Linked DNA regions of Mus musculus: region 1 is linked to region 2. Evidence: chromatin contacts called from public promoter capture Hi-C data. All regions are on one chromosome and are shown on one strand. The core of a region is the stretch at or near the end of the contact, and the rest is flanking DNA. Distances in the headings are between cores, read along the strand shown.

Region 1 (6,251 bases), core at 1,115-3,614, 310 kb after region 2:
TATGTTAAACACACATACTTAGTCATTTTTGTGTAAGGATACTTAAAATTTCCTCTCTCTACATACACAACTCATTGTTCTTAATCATAGTCACCAAGAGTGATGGTTAATCTTAAATGTCAAGTCTATGGGACTTAGAATCGTCATGGAAGCACACTTCTGAACACATCTATGAGGGTATTTCCAGAAAGGTTTAAATGCAATGAGAAGCCACATACTGAGTGGGGCAGAACCATCCTGTATCCTGGGACACTGATCTGAATTGAAAGGAGAAAGTAAGATGACCACAAACATTCATCTCTCTGATTGCTGACTACAACTGCAATATAACCAGATATAACCAGCTGCCTCACACTCTTGTTTCCATAGATTCCCCACCACGATAGACTGTACACTTACTCCATCTATGAGCAAAGTAAACCATCCTTTTCTAAATTGCTTTTTAAAGAAATTTTGTCACCGCAAGGAGGAAAGTAATGTGTAGAGTAACAACACAACTTTCTGAGTTACTCCCCATAACTGAGAATTTCTGTTTTTTGACCAACATTTCCAAAAAATACTTTCCTACCATATATTTGGAAAACACTACTTTGCTCTACACGTCTAAGAACTGACTTTTGATTCGACATTTAAATGAGGTTACATGATTTCATCTTTCTGTGACTTATGTATCTGTCTGTCTGTCTGTCTGTCTGTCTGTCTCCCAGAATATCTTCTAGGCCCACAGTAGTCTTTCCTGTAACAATATATATTTAACATAGTTAGTTATCAGGAATACTTTTTATATATTTAATGGATGACTCAAAGCCAGTTCATTCTGGCATACAGATGAGAATTACCAGGACCAGGAAATGTATGAGTTGGTTGTTAAAGATGACTAATGATCAAAATTAAATTATACATGCTTTAAAATTAAATCATATCTTTAAAAGAAAATACTCAAAACCCTAATCACTTTGCTATATTTTCTCCATTTCCTATGTTTCTGAAGTTACTTATAAATCTTGTCATGACACCATTGTAAATAAACATGATGCTGTGTATCTTGCCTACTGTGCAAGATGTTGGCCAGTGAAAGAAAGTCTGACAAATTCCTTCACTCTTTTACTGTCCCACCAGCCAACAGATTTGTTTCAATTACACTTGTTCATGAAATGTAAATCCAAGTGTAGTGGTTAAGTGTGTCAGAGCTCAGAAAAGTCAAGAAAACACCCTGGGGTCAATAATGGCTATGAGGAATATTATTTGAAAAATTATGCTACTCAGCTATGACAGATGCATTTATGTTTAAAACATTTGCATATACACAGTCATATTTTTTTTCAGAGACTTATAAAATCTTCACTGATAAAACTTGGCTTGTGGTAGAAATTTAGCAAACACAGGTTAATGACAAAACATTTTTCAGTTTTTAAAGATTTGTTTAATTTTAATTTTGTGTATGGGGGAACACTGGGGCAAGGGAAGTGTGTATCTATATATGTGTGAGTACAGGTGCCTTTTGAGTCCAGAAGAGGGAGTTGGATCCCCTGTACCTGGAGCTAGAGGCAATTCTGAACCTTTCTGTGTGGGTGCTGAGAACCGAACTCAGATATTCTGCATGAGTCCTATGCACTGAGCAACGTCTCAAGCCCTGACATGTGCTGACTCATGTTTCTACATGCTCCCTGCCTTCCAGAAAACATTCCTCTAGCAAGAGTGCTGGGACGCTTTAGTGATTGTGGTAGGAGAGTTTGAAGGGGAGGAAAGAACTAGACAATTGACTGCCTCATGAGCTGGCAATGTTGAGGGACTGAATTTGGTGATGGAGAGGGAGAGATAAGAGGCCCACTTGTGGTTTTATTTTTCATGTAGATTTTTGTTTTATAAAGAGGGGCTTGTTTAAAGCTGCCTTGGGTAATGCCTATTCTAACTTGATCTGTCCACTTAACCAATAGAATTTCATCTTGACTCTGGCATTAGGATGTGTCTTAACCTAGTTTTCCTGTCCATTCTTTTCCTTAGAAGCAAATTTGAATTGCCATTTTTCTCCTTTGAATGGGAGAAATGTTCACCTTATAAGCACTTGTGTTGAGTGTGTTGGAAAGACTTGTTTCAAAGGAAAATGTTTTGCTCGCAACTTTCTCGAACTTCTTTTTTTTTTTCCTGTGTAACATGTGAAATACTCATTTGCTGCAATCATAGGCTATTGTAGGAGCTTCTCAGGGTATTGGTCATCTCATATCAAATCAATAATATGTGTTACACAGAGAATTAAAAGGTGTGATTTCATCACCTTCTTGCCTCATTCTATTGTGTGCCCTCCTCCTAGCCTTGAGCCGGCTGAATCAGACTTTGTTTTGCCACAGTTGGCTAGCCCACCTAGAGTGGAATCTTCTGACTTAGGCAAAATCTATTGTCCTGCCACTTCTGCAGTTTCCTGCAGAAGCTACTACCTGCTGAGCAGCTGAGTGAGCTTGTTTTCCTGATGAGTTCCTGACAAAGTGGGGGATGGGTTTCTCCCCTTTCAAAATTCAGACTCAAGAATTAAAGTTGAGCCTTGATCAGAGAACTTTGTTATTTCTCACCATCCTTCCAATCCATCCCCAGCTTTCCTTTTAGAAACCCAGTAACCCAGAGCCACTGGAGGCTACAATATTGGGTTTCTTTTTATGTGCTGTGCTTCTGTGAATGTCTTAATAGATGATTTCAACAGATGATTTCTTTTTCTTTGATGAGGGAAAAAACAATGAATGAGCCAACCCTACCTTTCTCTTTCTTTGTGTTCTATGTAGTAATCACTGTTCATTTATTTCTAGAATTTGAGTACAAAAACTGAAAGAGAGAGAGAAAGGTCTGTTGTCTGCTTTTCTCAATGCCAGGCACTGTGTGCAGACAGCTTTAATGAATTCTCATGCTAGCTCAGCAAGCATATAACTATGTCTCCTTTCACAGTGAGGAAAACGAAAACCTGGAAGATTACAGCGTGTAGCCCATTCTGAGTGCGAATATAACCTTCTTACTGCAAGAACTGTTTTTCTACTGCAATGCAGTTAGTTTTGGTTGACATTTAAAACTTTAAAAACCAAGTTGTAAGTATCACACTATAATATTTCTTACCACTGTCTTTACTGTAAGTAAGCAGCAAAATGAAGCAGAAAACAAATAAACAACATCAAACAAACAAAAAACGTGGGTAGAGAACCAAAAGATAGATTCAAACTGTTCACTCTTGAAACTGGCACTTGAAAGACTCACTATTTTGGTTAAGTCATGTAAAAATTTGTACTGGTAATTTTTTGCAATTCAGGCATACAAACTAGAAGATTCTTGAATTTAATTGGCACCACTCAAGTTTCCTTATATGAGTTTCCTTCTATTCCCATGTTTCCAGTAAGGAAACATTGCATGTTTCCTTTATGAAGAAAAATGGATGTAAGTAGGAAGTAGGCACTTCCAATCCCAGACTAATACAGGAATTGATGAATGCTTGTCCTCTTGAGATAAAGGACTGATTGTATTTTGTCCCAAATTATGTTAGAACAACATTTTATCATTTTGCACCGTTTTGCACTGATTGATAACAAGATGCTGTTATCATCAGTAAATGGTATTTTTCCTTTACTGAAAAAAAAAAAACCACCAGGAGGAAATGTAGTTTTCTGTATGGATGGGTCAGCCTGGGGGTGAATCTGTGTCTCCTGATATTTATTACCATGGCTACCACGTAACCTAAGATGCATGTAATGGAGAGCCAAGTGCCTTGTGCAGAGGAGCAGCTGGGATGCTCTGACAAGGGCATGACCCCATGCTGGAGAAAGAGAGCCTAGAAAGAGACATCAGTCTAACCAGGGATTGCTTCCCAGGCTGCAGAGTCAAACTGTCTCCTAGAATACCGCAAGAATTCATCCATCAAAGAAAGAATAACCGGCTGCTGTGTGTGAGATCAGTGACCAGAGATTCTGCAACAGTGAGAAATGTTCTGTAAATCATTTCTTTGTCTGCCATAAGGTTTGTATTTTGTGTCTACATATTGAATCATGAAGTTCCACCATGACTCCTGTGTAAATCTCCTCTACATTATCTCTGGAAAGATGCCCAGATATGCCAGTGGGATCTGTAAGTTATCACTCATCCAATTTGTAACTAATTGTATGGACTTTTGATTTTGTACCTGGCACTTGCAACATGCTTTGATATAACTTACTTTCTCATTTTTTAAATAACAAATTTATATATATGTATGTATTGTACGTGTGTGTGTGTGTGTGTGTGTGTGTGTATGATTATTTTTAAATGAGGAAGTTGAGCCAAGGTCCAAGTTCACCCTGGTAGTAAGTGAGCAAACCAATGAATGTTGCAACTTTGATATGTTGGACTCTGTAAGTTTACAACTGAACACAGTCTTAAGTGCCCTTTTTTATAAATTAATGTTCAAAGTCTATGACTTGTTTTGTAGTTGTCTTTCTCAATCCATCCTCTTTCAGTCATCCTCACAGTCACTGTTTTAGCAGACATTTTTAACAACCCACACTTGAACTATTTTCAAAAGTTTCTCCCATAGTAATCTTTATACATCCATAAAACAGAAATCAGGTAGATTATTCCTTTATTTAAGATCCTTCAATCTGATTGTCTAGCTCTGGGCTCGCTGTTCAGTCTGGAGGACACTTGGGGAATCCCAAGAACATCCTATTTCCCCATGAAAACCTTCGAATGCCCCAACACTAACCAGCTTGGTCCCCTGTTACACCAATTCCATTCCAATTGGATCCACCCACCATTGACCAGGATGCTCCCTTCAGAGTAGGGTCCACCACTGGAGTTGCAGCCTGCAGAGTGGGATCTGCTTGAGGTACATCCAGCAGAGTAAGATACTTTGACCTCCACTGTCTGTCCCATGACTTCCCTCATCTTCCAGAGAAGACATGCTGCCGTCAGGATCATCCAGCCAACCGCAGGGAAAGCCAGATGCCTAAAGAACAGTGTAAGAACACAAACAACAGGACCCAATACACTATGGCACCACCAGAGCCCAGCTATTCTGCTACATCAAACCCTAGATACCCTAATGAAGCTGATGCACAAGAAGAGGATCTTAAATATAATCTTATCAGGGCAATAGAGGATTTTAAAAGGAGCATGAATAAATCCCTTAAGGAAAGACAGGAAAATATATTCAAACAGAGATATTAAAAAAGGACACAGATAAGTACAAAGAAATTCAAGAAAATACAATCAAATAGGTGAAGGTTATGAATAAAACTCTCCAAGACCTGAAAAGGGAAATAGAAGCAATAAAGAAAACACAAACTGAGGTAAGCCTAGTGATGGAAAACCTAGGATAAAGAACAGGAACTATAGAATAAAGGAGACAGAGGAGAGAATCTCAGGTGTAAACAATACAGTAGGAAAAATTGATATATCAGTCAAAGAAAATGCAAAATCTAAAAAGCACATGACACAAAACATCCAAGAAATTTGTGATACCATAGAAAGGCAAAACCTAAGAATAATAGGATTAGAAGAAGATTCCCAGCTCAAAGGCCCAGAAAATATCTTCAGCAAAATCATATTAGAAAAGTTCCCTAACACAAAGAAAGAGATACTTATAAACATACAAGAAGCTTGCAGAACATGAAACAGATTGGTACAGAAAAGAAAAAGTTCCAGCTATATAATAGTCAAAACACTAAATATACAGAACAGAGAATTTTAAAGGAAGCAAAGGGAAAAGGACAAGTAACATATAAAGGCAGACCTATCAGGATTACACCTGAGTTCTCACCTGAGAATCTAAAAGCTAGATGGAGCTGGGCAGAGATCTTACAGACCCTAAGTGACCACAGATGTTAGCCCAGACTACTATATCCAGTAAAAGCTTTCAGTAGCCATAGATAGAAAAACCAAGATATTCCATGACAAAACCAAAGTTGAACAGTACCTTTTCACTAACATAGTCGTAAAGAGGATACTAGAAGAAAAATCCAGCTCAATGAGGCTAACTATAGTCAAGAAAAAAGGAAATAAAAAATCATTGTTCATTAATACCTCTTAATATCAATGGACTCAATTCCTCAGTAAAAAGATAAGGTTAACAAAGTGGATATGTAAACAGAATCCATCATTCTGCTGTATACAAGAAACAACAAAGATATTCATTATCTCACTATAAAGGCCTGGAAAAAGGTTTTCAAAACAAACAAACCCAAGAAACAAACTCGAGTAGTCATTCTAATATCTAATAAAATAGACAAAACAGGATACTTCAT
Region 2 (6,447 bases), core at 539-3,038:
GTAATGGGAAGGAAGAAAAGCCATGGCTTATTCAAGACTTTTTTTCTCTGTCCCACCTCCCAACCTCTTCAGTCCTCTTGTTCAGCGATGAATGAGAAAAAGAAGATACAGGCTACAGAGAACCATCTGAAGAAACGCTTGGCTCTGTATGCCAGCCACACTCAGGCAGCCTGGTGATTAGGTTTGAAAGCTTAGATTGTGTAAACACGGGTGGGCTTCTAATATGGCTTAGACTTAACAGCTTTAAGCCACCAGCAACCTTACAGAAGTCTTCTGCTTCAGCCCAGTTTTCTTCTTTGAAGGGGCGAGTTATCAGAATCACAGTATGTGTAACACGAGAAAGGAATATACAGAATTAAGCTCCCTTCATCCTCTGTTTGGTCTCCAGAAGCGACCGAGTACAACTCCAAAAATTTCACTACTTTTTACTTGAAAACGGTAACCTCCCACTGTGCCATTTAAAGGAATCAGCAAGCCAGCGATACATTGAACAAATTAAACAAAACGCCAAATGCTTGCTTAAAGGTTTTAGTTATTTCTTACAAATCTGCAGTATCTCTTCGGAACTGCAGGCGCTCACAACGCGAGTATGAAAATGTTGCACCCACGTGCGTTTGGCGTGCCCACTCTGGTATCTGGGTGCTCCCTGAAGGAAGCCCATAGGTTCCTAAGTGTATCTATTATCTGTGAATTTCAGCAGGCTCCATGCAGCGTTCTCTTCCTGAAGACCACACCCAGAGCGGGTAGCCCTTTGCAGCAGTCTCTCTCTCTCTCTCTCTCTCTCTCTCTCTCTCTCTCTCTCTCTCCCCATCTACCTTCATGGCTTGTTGAAACCATCAGGTTGGGGTACCACACAGGTGTTAAAAAGAGGAGAAGAGGCTTTTGAGGCGTTGGAAGTATGAATAGCTCAGTGAGGATAAAGGCACCCTGAAGTTCTCCCGCGGCCGAGCGCGCCCGTCTTTTGCCTTGCAAATCTTTACCTGGCTGGTTCCAACCCCTCCTAAGCATTCCCGACTACATTTCTCACAAAGAAAGGGGAAATTCTATGAAAGGTGTCAGACAAATTAACTGCTGTAAAGGTTTTAAAATGCCAAAATGAACACCCGCTGTCCTGCGGTTCCAATGGTGTGTAGTGGTGCAATTTCCCTATGTATTGAGAAGAAGAGTAATACGGAAAGAAATAGAAATAAAAATAAAAGGAGGCAGGAGAAAGTGGGGCGAATTTAAGAAAACGTCAGAAAATAGCTACAAAGACATGCAAAACTTTTCCTGCAGTAATGCCGCAAGAACATTAGCTATTGTCAGCAACCCAAACGTGCTGCTTAAACACGAATCAGGGTGCTTGAGAGGGTCCCTGAGGCAAAAAGGGAAAGCTGGGAGTGGGGTGGGGTGGGGTGGGGTGGGGTGAAGGTGTCTTTGTGACATTGGATGTTAAAAGTTGATGTGTCAGTAGGGATCGCGAACCTTTTTATTTGGAACATTTAAGAGTCCTAGTGATGTGGGCTTTAGGTATTAAGAGGCAGGATGGGACGGGGGAATAGGAAAGGAAAAGAATAAGCAGGGAAGTTATGGGGGTCTCAGAGAAAGTAGGGGTCCTCATAGAAAAGCGGCCAGGCTGGAGCCGCAGCTCGCTAGCCTTCTGTCGTTCGCCCCCGCCTTTGCTTTTGCGCAGAATCCTCCCCTTGGCTGCAGCAACGCGCTGCCCCCACTGGCCTGCGCACGGCGATCGATCACAGTCTGCGTCAGAGTCCCGGCGTATAAATAGAGGTGGCAGGACCGCGCCGAGCCGCACACAGCCATCCATCCTCCCCTTTCCCTCTTCTCCCCCGTTCTTCTCTCTAGGTCCCCCATCTCCGCCCCGGGCCTGAGGGGCGCACCGGCCGCCACCATGAGTTCGTTCGGCTACGATCCGTACTTTTCGACCTCCTACAAGCGGCGCTATGTGGAGACGCCCCGGGTGCACATCTCCAGCGTGCGCAGCGGCTACAGCACGGCGCGCTCCGCGTACTCCAGCTACTCCGCGCCGGTCTCCTCCTCGCTGTCCGTGCGCCGCAGCTACTCGTCCAGCTCTGGCTCTTTGATGCCCAGCCTGGAGAATCTCGATCTGAGCCAGGTAGCCGCCATCAGCAACGACCTCAAGTCTATCCGCACACAAGAGAAGGCACAGCTGCAGGACCTCAACGATCGCTTCGCCAGCTTCATCGAGCGCGTGCACGAGCTGGAGCAGCAGAACAAGGTCCTGGAAGCCGAGCTGTTGGTGCTGCGCCAGAAACACTCTGAGCCTTCCCGCTTCCGCGCCCTGTACGAGCAGGAGATCCGCGATCTGCGGCTGGCAGCGGAAGACGCCACTAACGAGAAGCAGGCGCTGCAGGGCGAGCGCGAGGGGCTGGAGGAGACTCTGCGCAACCTGCAGGCTCGCTATGAGGAAGAAGTGCTGAGCCGCGAGGACGCCGAGGGCCGGCTGATGGAAGCGCGCAAAGGTGCGGATGAGGCCGCGCTCGCCCGCGCCGAGCTGGAGAAGCGCATCGACAGCCTGATGGACGAGATAGCTTTCCTGAAGAAGGTGCACGAGGAAGAGATCGCCGAGCTGCAGGCTCAGATCCAGTATGCTCAGATCTCCGTGGAGATGGACGTGTCCTCCAAGCCCGACCTCTCCGCCGCTCTCAAGGACATCCGCGCTCAGTACGAGAAGCTGGCCGCCAAGAACATGCAGAACGCCGAAGAGTGGTTCAAGAGCCGCTTCACCGTGCTAACCGAGAGCGCCGCCAAGAACACCGACGCTGTGCGCGCTGCCAAGGACGAGGTGTCGGAAAGCCGCCGCCTGCTCAAGGCTAAGACCCTGGAGATCGAAGCCTGCCGGGGTATGAACGAAGCTCTGGAGAAGCAGCTGCAGGAGCTAGAGGACAAGCAGAATGCAGACATTAGCGCCATGCAGGTATAGTACGGTTTAAGCTCAGTGGGGGTGGGGAGGTCCACGGTAGGGGCGGCGGCGGGGGGGGGGGGAGTCAGGGTGTACCCAGAGAGTGAACGCTAGGGGGTTCTAGAGCACAGAGCAGCTATCAGAGGGCTTGGCTTCCGAGAGGTTGTGGAAAGGATGGGGCATTTGGAGGGGGCGGGGCGCGACTGCTGCCTGGGGATTGCTTGTTCTGGTTGAATCAGGGTTGTTAGGGGTGAGTTGGGAGGAAGGGGCGGAGGGAGTCGGAGTTGGGCGTTGCCAAGTAATGCCTTCTCTTTACTGACAACCCTTAACTCCCAAGTTACCCTCAGTACTTCCTGGATCTCCTGGTTAATAAATATGCCTGCTAGCTCTCACTAGTTTTGGGCCACCCAGCCTTGGGATAGTTTTTTTTTTTAATAGGGACACAAGAATACAGTCACAATATTTTAGCAATTAATCACTGCAGTCCATTAAAAAAAAAGTTCTTCATCTTTGGCGGGGGGAAGCATTTTAGACAAACAGCTACACAAATATATATAATTTAATTTTTATTTATATATTTATTTAGACAAACACACACACACTATATATATATTCCCCTTCCCAAATGCGACCTGGCTAAAAGAAATGTGACAAGGGTGGTTAATAATAATAATAATATCATCATCAATTTGGTAGTTTTAAAAGACAGCTTACCATAATCAATTGAGAACAATTTTCAAAATTGTTCACATCAGTCTACTCCCCTCCTCTTCCTCCTCTCCTTCTCTTGCTTCACTAGACTGGGCATTTTAGGCCAACCCCTCCCCCTATGCCCCACCCCACCCCATTATTTTAAGGGAGATTTCTGGAAGGTGTACACTTTGGAGTTAACTAAGACCAGAACTTATCATGGATACTACAGTAAAACAAATGCAGTAGAGATTTGTGTTTTGAATTTTTTAAAACAATCTTCCTACAGGACACAATCAACAAACTGGAGAATGAGCTGAGAAGCACGAAGAGCGAGATGGCCAGGTACCTGAAGGAGTACCAGGACCTCCTCAATGTCAAGATGGCCTTGGACATCGAGATTGCAGCTTACAGGTAACATCAGGGTGGTGCTGGCAGTGGGCATGGCGGCTCAGGACAGAGCAGATGACCCAGTCAGTGCAGTTATAGTGAGTCCCACGTGCTCTAGAATAGTCCTACTTTGGTCTTCCTCCAAGAGGGTACAAATGTGTAGGGAATTAACCCTGAAGTAACATAAGCCCTGTTCTTAGCATTCATATTTTAAACCTAATAGGGATGCATAGAAGGTCTTTTTGGGTGGGGTCTCTCGTGAACTCCTTATTAAATTTTGATTATGCCTAACCGTATTTGTTCTTGTATTTGCCTTTGAGGTTGGTTGTAGAGGAAAGTAATGAATGTGGGCTTAGAGCAATGAACACATCCAGCCTTGCTCTAACTGTACTCTTCATTCCCTCTCCACCAGAAAACTCTTGGAAGGCGAAGAGACCAGGCTCAGTTTCACCAGCGTGGGTAGCATAACCAGCGGCTACTCTCAGAGCTCGCAGGTCTTCGGCCGTTCTGCTTACAGTGGCTTGCAGAGCAGCTCCTACTTGATGTCTGCTCGCTCTTTCCCAGCCTACTATACCAGCCACGTCCAGGAAGAGCAGACAGAGGTCGAGGAGACCATTGAGGCTACGAAAGCTGAGGAGGCCAAGGATGAGCCCCCCTCTGAAGGAGAAGCAGAAGAGGAGGAGAAGGAGAAAGAGGAGGGAGAGGAAGAGGAAGGCGCTGAGGAGGAAGAAGGTATGAAAAGCATTAAAAAAAAACCCTTTCAGAATCTCTATTGCAAATTGGCTGTGGATTTTTATTGGGAGATCCATGACCTATGCAGGCTTTGCTTATCTAAATTCTATGTGAGCTTTGCAGTCATAAACAGTGCACATTTAACGAGAACACACACGTTTAGTAAGCACAGATGGTAAATTATAAAACGTTCATGTACACTCATTTAACACAGTGGTTTGGTACCCAAAGGAACATTTGATGTTGGCCAAAAGACAAAGAGTTGATTGCGCCCTAAAGAACATCAGTGCCAGACATATGAAATTACTGAGGGCAGCTCTTGGAGAGGAGATGAGCTTCCAGTACCTGGAAGCAACCTCCTTTTACATATCCTTTAGGAGAGTGGGGCCAAGAAGTTTTTAGACACAGTCTGACAATAGTGATTATTAGCCCACAAAGCCTCAGTAGAAATGGTTTGCCTAGACCTACCCTGGAGTTTTGTATTTTCTTTTTATGTTCAAGCTGCCAAGGATGAGTCTGAAGACACAAAAGAAGAAGAAGAAGGTGGTGAGGGTGAGGAGGAAGACACCAAAGAATCTGAAGAGGAAGAGAAGAAAGAGGAGAGTGCTGGAGAGGAGCAGGTGGCTAAGAAGAAAGATTGAGCCCTATTCCCAACTATTCCAGGAAAAGTTCTCCCCAATCAGGTCAACCTCATCACCAACCAACCAGTTGAGTTCCAGATCCTATACAAATTAAGAAGTCAATACATGTATAATTCTGAGATGACTTAGGTTGGACTTTCAATGTTGTGCTATGAATTTCCTCCTTACGCAGAGTATCTGTTTGCTTGCAGAGTGGCTTTCTGGCTTGCTGCCAGCCTGTGCATGGTCCATGCTTATGAGTTCAGGATCTATGGCAATGTGAATCACACAGATGTTTACAATAATAATAAAAAAAAAACCACACACACAACACGAATAAATGAATTCACTAATGTTCATGTGCAACCTCATGGGAAAAATAGTAACTTGAATCTTCAGTGGTTAGAAATTAAAGACCTCGAGTTATGTGCAATAAATAGTAAATAAAGTTACACTGAATGACATATTTTGCTGTGGTTTTTACTTAATTAAAGTACCTTAAATAAGGCACCAACATAAACCATAGGTAAGTGGACGACTGACCTCCAGTTTTTTATAAAGTAAAAGTTGTAGTGAGTGCAGTAGATAATTGGACATTCTGAGGGATAGACAAATAGGTCAAGTCTAGAAAATATTTCAAACGTTACTGATAATAAATATGAATGAGACCATTCATAAATAAGAGCGTCATTCAGCATGCAAAACACACAATGCTAGCTGGAGGGATGGCTTCCTAAAAGACGGTTTTGAAATTATGATGGACTATTATATAGTAGTGCAACCTGGATGGACTATGAATCCCACACAGTTGTCACGGTGGTTACATTTTTAATATATCCTTGAATATCGGGCATAAATTGAAACCTGAGCCCATGATACAATTAAGAGGAATGTCATGGGGGGGCGGAGAGGAGTAAGATTATCAGAGGTTATCTGCCACTGCAAACATGTTGCCTGGAATCCTGAGCTCATGAATGGTGTGTTGTCTGCTTAATTCTACTGCCTCACATAATTGCCTTTGATGCTATACATTTAAAAACCCTTTAAAGACCACACAAGCAGATAATGGGATTACATTACTGTCACTTCTTGGGG

Evidence for each region. Promoter capture Hi-C pulls out the DNA fragments that hold promoters and counts their contacts.
Region 1: a contact with region 2 is called in a promoter capture Hi-C map of epiblast stem cells, with 3 times the contacts expected there. The contact joins the enhancer-like site here to the promoter of Nefl in region 2. A contact is called at or near these places in 5 of 39 promoter capture datasets (epiblast stem cells, hippocampal neurons, liver and 2 more), 1 of 484 Hi-C or Micro-C datasets (cerebral cortex) and 5 of 115 datasets of contacts at active chromatin or transcription factors (differentiating embryonic stem cells, embryonic forebrain, embryonic hindbrain and 2 more).

Annotation. Positions count from the first base shown.
Region 1 is chr14:68,388,312-68,394,562 of GRCm38.p6, forward strand. No RefSeq gene overlaps it. Among named protein-coding and RNA genes, the nearest start is that of Gm31227, 46 kb to the right of the region's middle. Within about 2 kb of position 2,365, at least 5 of the 459 cell types and tissues checked have an H3K27ac peak or open chromatin away from gene starts, as enhancers often do. A contact at or near this core is called in epiblast stem cells, where this site is marked.
Region 2 is chr14:68,082,075-68,088,521 of GRCm38.p6, forward strand. Nefl (neurofilament, light polypeptide) reads left to right here and starts at 1,789. Exons shown (of 4, transcript NM_010910.2): 1 at 1,789-2,935; 2 at 3,900-4,024; 3 at 4,413-4,732; 4 at 5,234-6,447. The coding sequence starts at 1,889. The coding sequence ends at 5,373.